4 separate regions of the Mus musculus genome follow, and all the other regions are linked to region 3. Evidence: chromatin contacts called from public Hi-C and HiChIP or PLAC-seq data. All regions are on one chromosome and are shown on one strand. Each heading gives the region's core, a stretch centred on a gene start, on an enhancer-like site or on the middle of the called end of the contact. The rest is flanking DNA. Distances are from core to core; before and after follow the strand shown. Region 1 overlaps Patj (PATJ, crumbs cell polarity complex component). Region 2 has its middle 63 kb from the start of Gm34784. Region 3 holds the start of 0610025J13Rik (a long non-coding RNA gene). Region 4 has its middle 17 kb from the start of Gm34784.

Region 1 (2,700 bases), core at 79-2,578, 180 kb before region 3:
AAGCTTCTCCCACATTTCTGCCACCAAGAACTATTTCCTGCCATTTTGCCTTCCCTCTTATAATAAACAGGTAGAAATCCCTTTGAAGTAATGAGCCTCTTCCTTTACATTTTCTGCTGGGCAGCTATCAACTCATACAACAGGACAGTAACTAAGGCACTGGGATATGAGCAAGTTGTCATCTCAAAGCGAATCACACAGTAGGGCACACTTGCTACTCACAAACACAAATTTGAAAAACTCAGGCAAGCCAGCATTAGCAAGGGTGTGGCAAAGCTGGACACTGAACATTGCATGGTACAATGCTCTGAGAAAAGCTAACCCAATCCCTTTGGTCACATCACCATAAGATCAGAACCAGAGAACGAGGAAAGGAAAATACTTGGCTGTCGGAGACAATGTTGAAGGTCCTTCTTGAGGTCTCTGAATTCTGTTGGTTTAAAATCAGGGTCTAACTTAGCACTGACCTCAGATTTACTGTGGAGCAAAAGCCGACCCTGAACTCCTCACCCTCCCGCCTCTACGTCCCATCAGTTGGGATTACAGAACCTGGTTCATACACTCCATGTACGTACCATGCTCAGCTCTTCCCAACATCTTCCTATGGAAACGCCCCATTCTTAACATGCCCCATGAACATACACATTTCATTTATAGTGCTTAGTATTTGTGAGTTCTACAAAAGTTCCAACAAGACACTTCTAACAGAATACCTCCCCAATAAGCATTTCCATTAATAATCTGGGCCAACTATGACTTTAGGACTTCAAGAGCAGGGACTTCATATTCAATGGACTGTGACTGCAAATTCTTCTCTTTTAAAAACTTGCCTTAGACTCCTAGAAAATGCTTACTGGTCACTATGACCTGTGCATTCTCAGTTATTCTGTTATTCCCAAATAAACACCACAAGCCTTCGGAGAATCTCTGATTGTGATTTAATTTGGCAACCCAAGAGAACTGAAAACAGGTGATGAGCAGGTATTTATATACCAATATTTACAGCAACATTATCCATGAATAATAGGGTGGAGGACTAGAGACACTGCTCTACTAAGAGCTAGACTGATCAACCTAGGCCTCCCCTGAGGCCCTGGTATATAGAGAAGTGTTTGGCAAAGCCAGTAATATCCTTAGTCCAGGGCCTTGAAACCCACTCATCACACACCTTGGGGCACTGATGTATAGAGAAGAAACACAGCCTTCTCTACAACCAGGAATATGCTTGGCAGAGCAGGTCATGGCCTGAGGCCAGGGCCTTGGGGGAACTATGGCTATGGTTCAGTCCCAAGACTGCTGTAGGCTAGATTTATAATGCTCTTGAGAAACCACGTTGCCCTTGTGCAACTTTGTTTAATTAGCTTCCCGCTGCCTTGATCCTATTGTATGACAGACTCTGCTTACTCTGCCCCACTTCTCTCCTAGAAATAGAACATAAGGTGCTGTACTTCTTAATGAGCTTATTTGGTCCAAGACATAGCTTGACAAGACCTCTTGGTCTCAAACTTTCTTATCTTCTCTATGTTCTACCATTTGCTTCTGAGCTTCTGGTCCCCTTTCTGAGGACCCTGTCATTGAAGAACAACTTGCTGGTCCAGGTCATGGCTTCGTAGCTAAAAGCACATATGGCTGTTTCAAAGGATCCTGGTTCAGTTCCCAGCATTTACATAGAAAGCCAAAATGTGGCACATGAGAGAACATTCGCCGAAGCTTCAGGCTAAAACCATCATATATTTTGCAAGTACAAAAAAGAAGCCATTCTCTAGAACTTCCCTTGCATAATTGAAAGCAGCAGCAGCAGCTGGCTGGATGACACAGGCACCTGAGAACTGAGGCAAGTCCATTTCACGGTGGACAAGAGCATGTTCTACATAGTAAGCCCATGTCTCAAAAACTGCAAAGGCAGGAGAGACGGGGATGCCAAGAGGCCACTTGTGGGAAATAAGCAGTCACAGGTCAATGAGGATGGGTCTACGTCCATGAAGAACAGAAGGCCAATCCTCATTCCAGCCTGAAGGTGGCAGCACCTGTAGCACCGGAATAATAACACTGTCACAAATTTCCTTGTCACATTTGTCCCCCAAGTTTCATTTGTGGATCCTAAACAAACCAATTTGTTGTACCCACAGAAAACTTTTCTGAATTCTGCACTAACATTGTCTCTCACTTTAACAGATACTCTCCGGGATCAGCTCTGAGAGGGTCAGAAGAAAAGATTTTTCCATTGAGACATACATACAGGGTTAATTCTTCTACCTCAGTGAGGTCGTCTGACATACACATGAATGAACCTTGAAGAGCTTATGCTTCATGAAGTAAGCCAGACATATAATGGTAATTATCACAGCTTCACTTCTATGAAGTAGTCAAATTCTTAAACAGAAGACAGAGTTACAGTTAGTGCCAGGGAGAATGGGCAAGGGGAGGGCATTTATTAATTGGCGGGCTCACCATTCCTATGAAGGAAGATAAGGTTCTGGAGATGGACAGAGATGGTGGTTACACAACAGTGCAATGGTATTTAATACCATCAAACTATATGCCTAAAAAGTACATAATACAGACATTTACACAATTTATATGGTCGGCCAGGTGAACAACACATACAAGAAACTGTCATAGTTCATCCTTTACCTAAAACAAGAGCATGTGGGTGGTGGAGGAGAATCAACATAGAACTTCTTAGGTATTATTTATATG
Region 2 (2,700 bases), core at 184-2,683, 130 kb after region 3:
CAGTGTTTTAAAAAAGGGACAAGGCCTCAGATGAGAAGACCAATGGTCCCATATAAATATGGCTTGGAATAGATATGTGGGCTGGCTCTGTGCCTCTGTACTTGTTCCAAGAACAGAGTAAACAGCCGTGAGACTTCTTCCATGCTTTGGGGTTATGGAAGACTCTGGATGTTTGTACTAATGTGAAAGTGAGGACATCCATAATGGGTGAAGCTAAACTTTTCACCTACCCAGTAAAAGTAGATTTGAGTTAGAAATGATGCGTGATATACAGAAACAAGAGAAATATAATATTGCTTTGAAATTTTAGACTGGGATCCATATTCACTACAGGATTTATTGAATTTGACAGTCACCCCAAATACTTTTGAAATAAAATTATGTACAAACAGAAGAAAGCTGTGACTGAGGATAAGCATGTGGGTTTCAGGGCAGTTGGGTCCATGTTCTCTAGAACTGGGTGCTGCTTCTGTCTGATTGGAACAGTCAGAGGTGTGCTTGCCCAGAGATAAAGGCTTTGGTTAACTTTCCTTAGTCATCAAAGTGACGTTTTGGCTACATTCCACCCTAGTGCTTTGTTATATTTCTCAGTGGGATCAGAACTTCTGTTTCAGAAGGGGTTGATGTTGTTGATCCTGCTCAGTTAAACCAAGACTGCATCCACAGGGCTCATCAGAGCATCTCTAGACAATGGAAACAGAAATCCAAGGACAGGGAAGGAGAGGTGATGGGGAAGCAGCTAACATATGTGAGATCTTTCAGCTCAGGGAAGGTCTGCGTGTGCCACGAGGTGGGCAAGGGCTGACGACAGAACAGACTGAAGGGAACAATTCTTGAAGGGACTTGATCCCAACCCCACTGCTAAGGGAAGATTCAGACAAAGTATTTAGTGAGCACCTGAAGGCTAATTGGTAGTAAGTGATCTCAAAGCAGGAGTTTTATAGGACTATTGGGGAAGATAGTCTAACACGCAGTAAGTCTATAGTCTAATACTGTTTAATGAAAGGTCAACTTTTCTTCCTTCTCCGGAAACCACACTTTCCTTAAGGGTTTCCACTGAAATTCTTTCCAATTTTACCCTTCTTATTTATTGATCCAGAAGCCTTGTGGAGAAGGTTAAAGACAGATATGTTTAAAAGAATTAAGGGAAGAGATCCTACTGACCCAATCAAATCTTAATGGGGGGTCAAAAGGCCTCCGGGATGCCAGGCTTTGAAGATGTCCACAAATCAGTTTAAAGGGAGAGAGGCGTGGAGGTGTCTCACTGTTCCTAGTAGACTCCACTTTCCTGAAGGGGCAGAAAAGCATGAGTTCAGCACAATTGGTATACTAGAGAAGTGTTTCCTAATGATATTTGTACACATTCTTGTTGCAGCGTGGTTAACAAGGGCCAGATCGGTTGTGGTTGAGTTATAACTTGCCATTTTGTGGGTTACATATTTGTAAATAGGCCAGCTTGTGGTCTTAATTGGGGTCACTGTGGGAGGGGTTTGGGGTGGTGCAACAAGGTCACTCAATTTCCCTTCTGCGGTTCTTCATTAGTCATTTTGTGAGGAAGTGCAGTGAGCGTGAAGAGGCCGCAGAACACAGTCTCTCTGGGAGAAGCCGTGGCTTCCAGAGCATGCAGGGCTGGAGATGATTCCATGTGTCAGAACCGATTTTCCTCAAACTTGAAGGAGTTTTCCTCCTTTCTCAGAAGGAGGGAGTTGGTATACCAGAAGGAGGGAAGAGATCCAGCTAGCAATCCCATGTTTGGCTGCTTTCATCGCTTTCCTATTTATGTTTTTGTGATTTTGGATAAGTTCTTGCTAAAACTTGAGTGTTCATCCCGTATTACTACTGGGAACTAGAGTAATGGTATTTAGTTGAAAACATTAAAAAATAATGGTGTCATAGGCTCCTCTTGCCGTGAATGTAGTAATGCCATTGTCTTGGGAGTGATGTCTCCCACAAGCTTGGGTTTGGATCCATCTTTCTTGCTCTCCCTGCTTTTCACTGTGATGGCACAAGGTGACTTCCGCAAGCTGCTTGCACCCTCATGTTGGGTGTCAGAAAGCACTGTGTTCAGAATGGTAAGAAATTCACTTCTCTTCTATACAAATAACCTAGCCTGTGTCATTTTGTTAGAACAACACAAAATGGACCAAGGCAACTCCTTAGCCTTTCTGCTGTCTTGTTTCTCATCTGCAAAATGGGCTAAGAAAATTCCAACCCAGGGCTGCTTGTGTGAAGAATGGCTGTGTCCATCAGGCACCTCCAAATGCTAGCAAAGCAAGTGTTTTTCTCCTAGATATACTCCAGGCAGTCCAGAGTGATTTGTCAAATGGAGGCAGGAGGAAATGGACACTTCAGAAAATGCTTTAGTTTTGAAAATGCAAGATTAGGCAAGTAGGGAAATCAGAGGGATTTTGTAGAACAAAAGCAAAAGTCATATTTACCACTCCATGCTGCATACTCTGGGGAGTTATGGGGCATCTTCCATCGAGGTACCCGACTCAGCTGGAGAGACAAACACCTGTGTCCAAGAAGCTACAAGAAGTTAATAATCATAACCTGCATTAAGCTTATATCCACAGATACTTGGCAGGTAAATTAAGAAAGTGTGTCTGAAAGGAATGGTGGACTGTTGTGGATTCAAGGGTTTCATAAGGTTTTCCATATAGCTCCCGTGAAGGGAGTCATATGAAACTGGGTAGAATC
Region 3 (2,700 bases), core at 94-2,593:
TGAGCGTATACTGGGATCACAGACTGCCTTCGTCCTCAGGTTGGGTTTACATAAAGCAGTTAGATCAACTCCTAGGGCAGAGCACTTAGACAGGAGTTTCTGAGCTGGGTAGGCTAAGACGGGTGGCCTTTGTTGGAAATGCTGTTGCTAGTGGCTGGGACCAGGTCCAGCCAGCTCACAGCAGCTTGCTTTGGGGTCGCACTGACGCTTGCCTGGTCGCCGGTAGGTGGCGGCAGACGCCCTGGCGGAAGGCGTTGCGCTGCGCCCCGCTGGCTTGGCTCCGCCCGCCGGGTCCGATGCTTCGCGCTCCGCCTCCGGAGCAGCCGAGTGCGTCTGAGGCGATCCCGTGCCAGGCTTGGGGACGCTGCCAGGTTTCTCTCAAATCTTGGCCTAACAAAGGGAAGCAAATTACAAAAATGGAAATTTTCAAACTAGCGTTCAGTTGTATTGAAATCGACGTTTGTGTAGCACGCAGGCACAGACCACATTCATGCTATTTTGTGATTAAAACGATACCAAAAATACCTCCTTGCTTTAGTTTTCATCTTCTAAAACGGCCTCTTCCCCTTTTCTAATTGCTGCTTTACTTTGGGGGAGCAGCGAGCCCCCGGCCACCGTAGAATTGCTAACATTTGCATCAGGACAGTTGAAATCTGGCCCGGGCTGCTATTCTCTCTGTCGTCCCCACCCCAGTCTTTCCTCCTCCCCGTCTCTTAGACTCCGCTGTTTCTCTCGTTCTGTCCTCCCCCCAACCCCCCTTCCTCCTTTTCTTTGGGAGTTGAACTTTAACCCAACCTTGTGTGTCCTTTCAGCCTAGGGGAGTACAGATAAAGACATTGCTAGGCACTGTACGGGGAAGTTTTGTGTCTTGTGTACTCGGTTTCAAGTCTTAGGACAGCGCGTAAATCCTCAGGGCTCCTCTTGATTCAAGCAGCAAAACCTGACCATGGCCTCACCAAAGCTCTGGTTACCTTGCTCTCCCATTAAAAAACAAAAACCAAACCAAAACAAAAAAAACCCCAATGATTTTGAAGCGGCTCTTGAGCTGGCTCTTGAATGGATTTTACTTAACATGAAGTTGTATAGAGCCCGACTGTGTCCTCTTGGCTTGTTTTTGCAGTTGCTAGACAGGCCCAGTCCCCAGTGGGCTTGTGTGAAAGGCGCCCTCCTCCCACCCCCAGCTCTCCGCACCATTTCTTTCCTTGGAAGCTTTGACTGTCTCCTTCCGCAGCAGCTGTGTCTGCAGTGCCTGGAGACAGGTGGGGGAGTAGCCTCCCGCTGAACCTGCCAATTCCCTCTCCAAGGACTGTCTGAATAGCTATTAAAAATTAAAGGACACGCACACGTACACACACACACACACACACACACACACACACACACACACACACACACACACGCTTTCGTTCTTTGTTTTCTGGTGGAGGTCACTGTCACACCAGAGCAATGGTACTGCTTTGCCGACTGAGATTAAATTCTACAGTCCTTCTCTTGTCGGCACTCACCAGCCCACAAGAACCCATTGCCACATCTTTTGGGCCCTCTAGAAGATCTGAGTTCTAGGAGTGGTCAAGTGCCCACTTGCAATGGATCTGGAGAGAGAGGTGCTCCCAACCCCAGGAGATAAACACAGAGCTCATGAGACCATGGTTGCAGTTAGGGATCCCTTGTTTATCTGTATTTGAGTCTCAAAACTAGAACTTTCTAGGGCAGGTGTTGAGTATCCTCTGCACACTGGTAAGAGTTTAACAGGTTCCAGAAGAGAACCGGAAGTCACATTTTCGTTCCCAGCCTGGATTCAGGACCTTCTGCTCTTCCCTGGGGGCTTGACCCTCAGTACCCAGCTACCTCTCTGCTTTTCCCAGGGCTGTTGCCCGCTCTTAGAATTCCTCCTCCTCCTCTTCTCTGATTAGCAAACGTTTGGTCTCTTTAAAGACGTCTTTCAAACACACCCTCTCCAGTCTTTCATGGCTGTGCCTGTGCTTGGGTACCTCTGTAGTCAGTAATCCTGCCTTAAGTTAAATGGGACAAAGTTGCTTGACATACCTGCTGTGCTGTGCTGTGCTGTGCTGATCTCTCTCTCCCTCTCCCTTCCTCCCTCTCCCTTTCTCCACCCCTCCTCTCCACTCCCTACCTCCCTCTCTTTTCCTCTCTCTCCTTCCCCCAATCTCCACTCTCCTTTCCTTTCTCTTCCCCCTTCTCTCCCTTCCTCCCCTTTATCCCCTGAGAGAATATATTCTTTGCTCAGGCCAGGAATGTATCTTTATTTATCTCCTAGCCTGCACACCAAAGATGCCCGGGAAACTCTATGTGATGATAAGGAAACACACCTGGTTCTTAAATGATCCCAAAGGGCCAGCTTGTTTTTCTCCAGTTCTTGCTCCATTGGCAGGCATCTCTAAGTATGTCTGCAGAGTGGAAAGGAAAAACTTAAGGTTGTGTTCACACGTGACTTTTCCATAGTTCAGGGAGAGTCTTCTACTAATGAAGGTTTGATGAGCACACAGATGAAAACTCCTGTACCCCAGCGTGTGCACAGGAGCAGCACTCAAGGAAGACCTGCGACCCGAGAAGGTTTCAGGCATCTGCGTGGGCTCTAATGTATGTAACTTAAGGGTTAGAGAAACAAGTTGTAGTCAGCAGACTTGATTCACTCACTTGCTTAAGCTAGAAACCTGGAGATGGGCTTGAGAGCCTTCT
Region 4 (2,700 bases), core at 91-2,590, 180 kb after region 3:
TTCTACCACTGAGCTACTTGCTGAGCCTCTCTTGTTCTTTGATGCTTTCTCCAAACATGAGTAAGAGCAATGTTTTTTTCCTTTTCACTCAGGAAAAACAAACCAACACCAACTCCATTAAAGATTCATCAGCCAAAGGTGGGCAGAAATAGAACAGTTCAGCCACTGTAACAGAAAGAGTTGCACTAAAGCCAATAAAACCAATGAAATTGGAAATGACCAGTGCTAGTTAGTCTGAAAAAGACCCATTAAAAACACTCACTAACTTCTTAAAATTCATAATTCTTAAAATTTATAATTAGCAGGGGCCTCAAATACTTCTAATATCTGTGAAATAAATAAAAACATGATAAAGATGAAGCATAAACTGCTAACACCCCAATCTACTTCTCAACAGTGGGGTGTTACTAAATCTCTAACACATGGCCTTCTGCCTCTGTAGAATACTTCTGTTTGTGAAAGCGTCACTATCTCACATGGTCCTTCTGGTTTTGTTTGTTTGGTTGGTTGCAGCCTTTGGAGGCATGCTCTCACTATAGAGTCCCAGCTACCTGGGAAGCTGTATATGTAGCCCAGGATGGCCTTGAACTGGCCATCCTCTTGCTTGGCCTGTCAAGTGATGAAATCACAGATGTGTACCTCTTTGACTGGTACAATTTTGGTTTTAAAATTACAATTAACCATAATTAATTAAAAATCAAAATATACCCAAGCAAAACCAGTAATATTGTGATACATACTATGTACATATATATATTTTTTATTACCTAAACTCTTAGTTGTTCCCTCTTAAATTATACAAATCTTCTGTTTTGACAAACAGCTTATGGTTTGTTTGTTTCTTTGTTTGTTTTTCTGCTGGATGAGAGAATGGTCAAGCAGAATGAAGAAGGTCTGTTGTACTTTGAGGGGTGGTGGGAAATGGAACACCTAGAGTTGCCCTTGGGAACAAAGGGCAACTCTAACAAATGGTTTGTCATATTCTCTTAATTGGCACCTTCATAACTCTAGGGGAAATGTGCAGGAGTGGATGTTACAGGCTCTGGACTAAGGCCAGAGGGACAGACTTATGGACTAGGACTAGGTTGAAGGCATGGCCATTTACAGACCATGTGGCTACCTAAGAGCAGCTGGGAGCAGGAACCACTGTTTGTTCAGTTGCTTGACAGAAACCTGGACCCTGTGGTGCCAACATTAACCAGAGTTGAGACGTCATAAATTCCTTGATATGGAGAAAGGGAAAGAATCCAAAGACTCTGTGAGATAGGAATGCTGGAGCAGATTTATCATGTGTGACTTTCCTTCTCCCTCCCTAACTTTGTCTCCTGGGAGAGAGCAAAGGACACTCCTCTGGCCACAGTCTGGAGAAATACCTTCCCAAGGGGAATGCAGCAACTGCTGTCTACAGCCTTGAGGGAATGGGGAAAGATTAGATTGACACAGGCTCCCTGGATACAGTGGAATTTGGATGGCCCAGAGTCTTAGGCAGACATGAGAACTCTTCAACAGCAGAAGGGGAGACTAAAGGGAACTTTTTGTTGTTGTTCCTTCCCGGGTAAACATTGCTTTAATCTAGGCAATGGGATTTTTCCAGGTTCATTTTCCCAGATTCAATTCTGAATCTTGTTGAGCAAGTAAACAAAGATGCCAGAAGCAGGGTTTTTATCGGATACCTTGGGATAAGAACCCATCAACTCAACCCTACTCCATTTAACTTTCCATAGCTTTCAAAGCTAACTTGCCCTCAGATATCATGACCTCCCCACTTGTGATCTAGAACCTAAACATGTTGCCCTTGATTTAGATCCCCCTTAACTGGCCCAAATATCCCCTCCTTGAGAAATTCCTAGGTGTTGTTTACCCAAGGTGTTCACTCAACCCTGACGGGACAACTCCACACAATCTTCAGGTTTCAGGAGAAACAGCTCTGTCTTGTTGGACCTTTCCTCCTATAGTCTATGTCTGTTCTCTTGTAATACAGTGTTAGTTACGTCTGAGTTTGGATGCTTTCTGTGTGCTTTTACTTCTATAGCCTTTCAAAGGAGAGAGGAGTAGCTTTGCTCCCTGTATCTGCTCAGAAATTGCTATGTATACAGAGTTCTGACCGTGGTCCTTCTCTTCTGTAATGAGAGTGTCTTTACGTCTTAATAAATATAAATCTATAGAGACATTTTTTAATGATACCATAGTACTCTGCAATAAGGATTATGGCAATAATAATAATAGCAGTCTCCTTTTGAACATTCCTCCCTGTCAAGCTATCTCATACAAGCTGCATGCACACGATCTGCTTAATGGCTTATAGACTTTATATCCTACATTACAAATGTGGTGTTGGAAGCATAGATAATGAAGTCACCCTTTTCAGAATCTCATGGCCAGCATCCTGTGTCATCAGGACCTGGACCCAAGCATTCTCCCCCAAGATCCTATGGTAAACGTTCTTATATTTAACCAGTATTCTTGCTGATGTACATTAGGTTGGATGTAAATTTGAGCAACTCTGAACACCGGAATTCACCCCTCATGTTCATGCAATTATTCAATACTGTCTGAAAATATTTAGGGTTTTATTTTTTCTGCTAGATTGAATATCTTCTACCAGCAGTACGAGAATCTTCTTGCTCACATCTTTGTATTTTGATATATTCAATTTAATATAAGATGGGCAGATTACACAAAAATACATGTTGCTACACT

What was found. A called contact is a pair of places that touch in the nucleus more often than the background predicts. HiChIP or PLAC-seq counts read pairs in DNA pulled down with a chosen protein or histone mark.
Region 1: a Hi-C map of 3T3-L1-derived adipocytes shows a contact between it and region 3, with 5 times the contacts expected there. The contact joins the enhancer-like site here to the promoter of 0610025J13Rik in region 3. A contact is called at or near these places in 5 of 39 promoter capture datasets (3T3-L1-derived adipocytes, the C10 cell line, embryonic stem cells and 2 more), 6 of 484 Hi-C or Micro-C datasets (3T3-L1-derived adipocytes, the HL-1 cell line, cortical neurons and 2 more) and 1 of 9 other capture datasets (adipose tissue).
Region 2: a Hi-C map of the 3T3-L1 cell line shows a contact between it and region 3, with 6 times the contacts expected there. The contact joins the enhancer-like site here to the promoter of 0610025J13Rik in region 3. A contact is called at or near these places in 7 of 39 promoter capture datasets (the 3T3-L1 cell line, embryonic stem cells, hippocampal neurons and 2 more), 3 of 484 Hi-C or Micro-C datasets (the 3T3-L1 cell line, CD8 T cells and palatal mesenchyme) and 1 of 115 datasets of contacts at active chromatin or transcription factors (heart atrium).
Region 4: a contact with region 3 is called in an H3K27ac HiChIP or PLAC-seq map of heart atrium, with 11 read pairs. The contact joins the enhancer-like site here to the promoter of 0610025J13Rik in region 3. A contact is called at or near these places in 5 of 39 promoter capture datasets (the 3T3-L1 cell line, 3T3-L1-derived adipocytes, liver and 2 more) and 1 of 115 datasets of contacts at active chromatin or transcription factors (heart atrium).

What each region holds. Positions count from the first base shown.
Region 1 is chr4:98,499,684-98,502,383 of GRCm38.p6, reverse strand. The region is part of intron 20 of Patj (PATJ, crumbs cell polarity complex component); the gene reads right to left. Among named protein-coding and RNA genes, the nearest start is that of Gm40210, 78 kb to the left of the region's middle. Within about 2 kb of position 1,328, at least 8 of the 459 cell types and tissues checked have an H3K27ac peak or open chromatin away from gene starts, as enhancers often do. A contact at or near this core is called in 3T3-L1-derived adipocytes and adipose tissue, where this site is marked.
Region 2 is chr4:98,187,939-98,190,638 of GRCm38.p6, reverse strand. It overlaps the pseudogene Gm12691. Among named protein-coding and RNA genes, the nearest start is that of Gm34784, 63 kb to the right of the region's middle. Within about 2 kb of position 1,433, at least 32 of the 459 cell types and tissues checked have an H3K27ac peak or open chromatin away from gene starts, as enhancers often do.
Region 3 is chr4:98,319,999-98,322,698 of GRCm38.p6, reverse strand. 0610025J13Rik (a long non-coding RNA gene) reads right to left here and starts at 1,343. Exons shown (of 3, transcript XR_376450.3): 1 at 1,192-1,343; 2 at 1-390.
Region 4 is chr4:98,141,696-98,144,395 of GRCm38.p6, reverse strand. No RefSeq gene overlaps it. Among named protein-coding and RNA genes, the nearest start is that of Gm34784, 17 kb to the right of the region's middle. Within about 2 kb of position 1,340, at least 17 of the 459 cell types and tissues checked have an H3K27ac peak or open chromatin away from gene starts, as enhancers often do. A contact at or near this core is called in heart atrium, where this site is marked.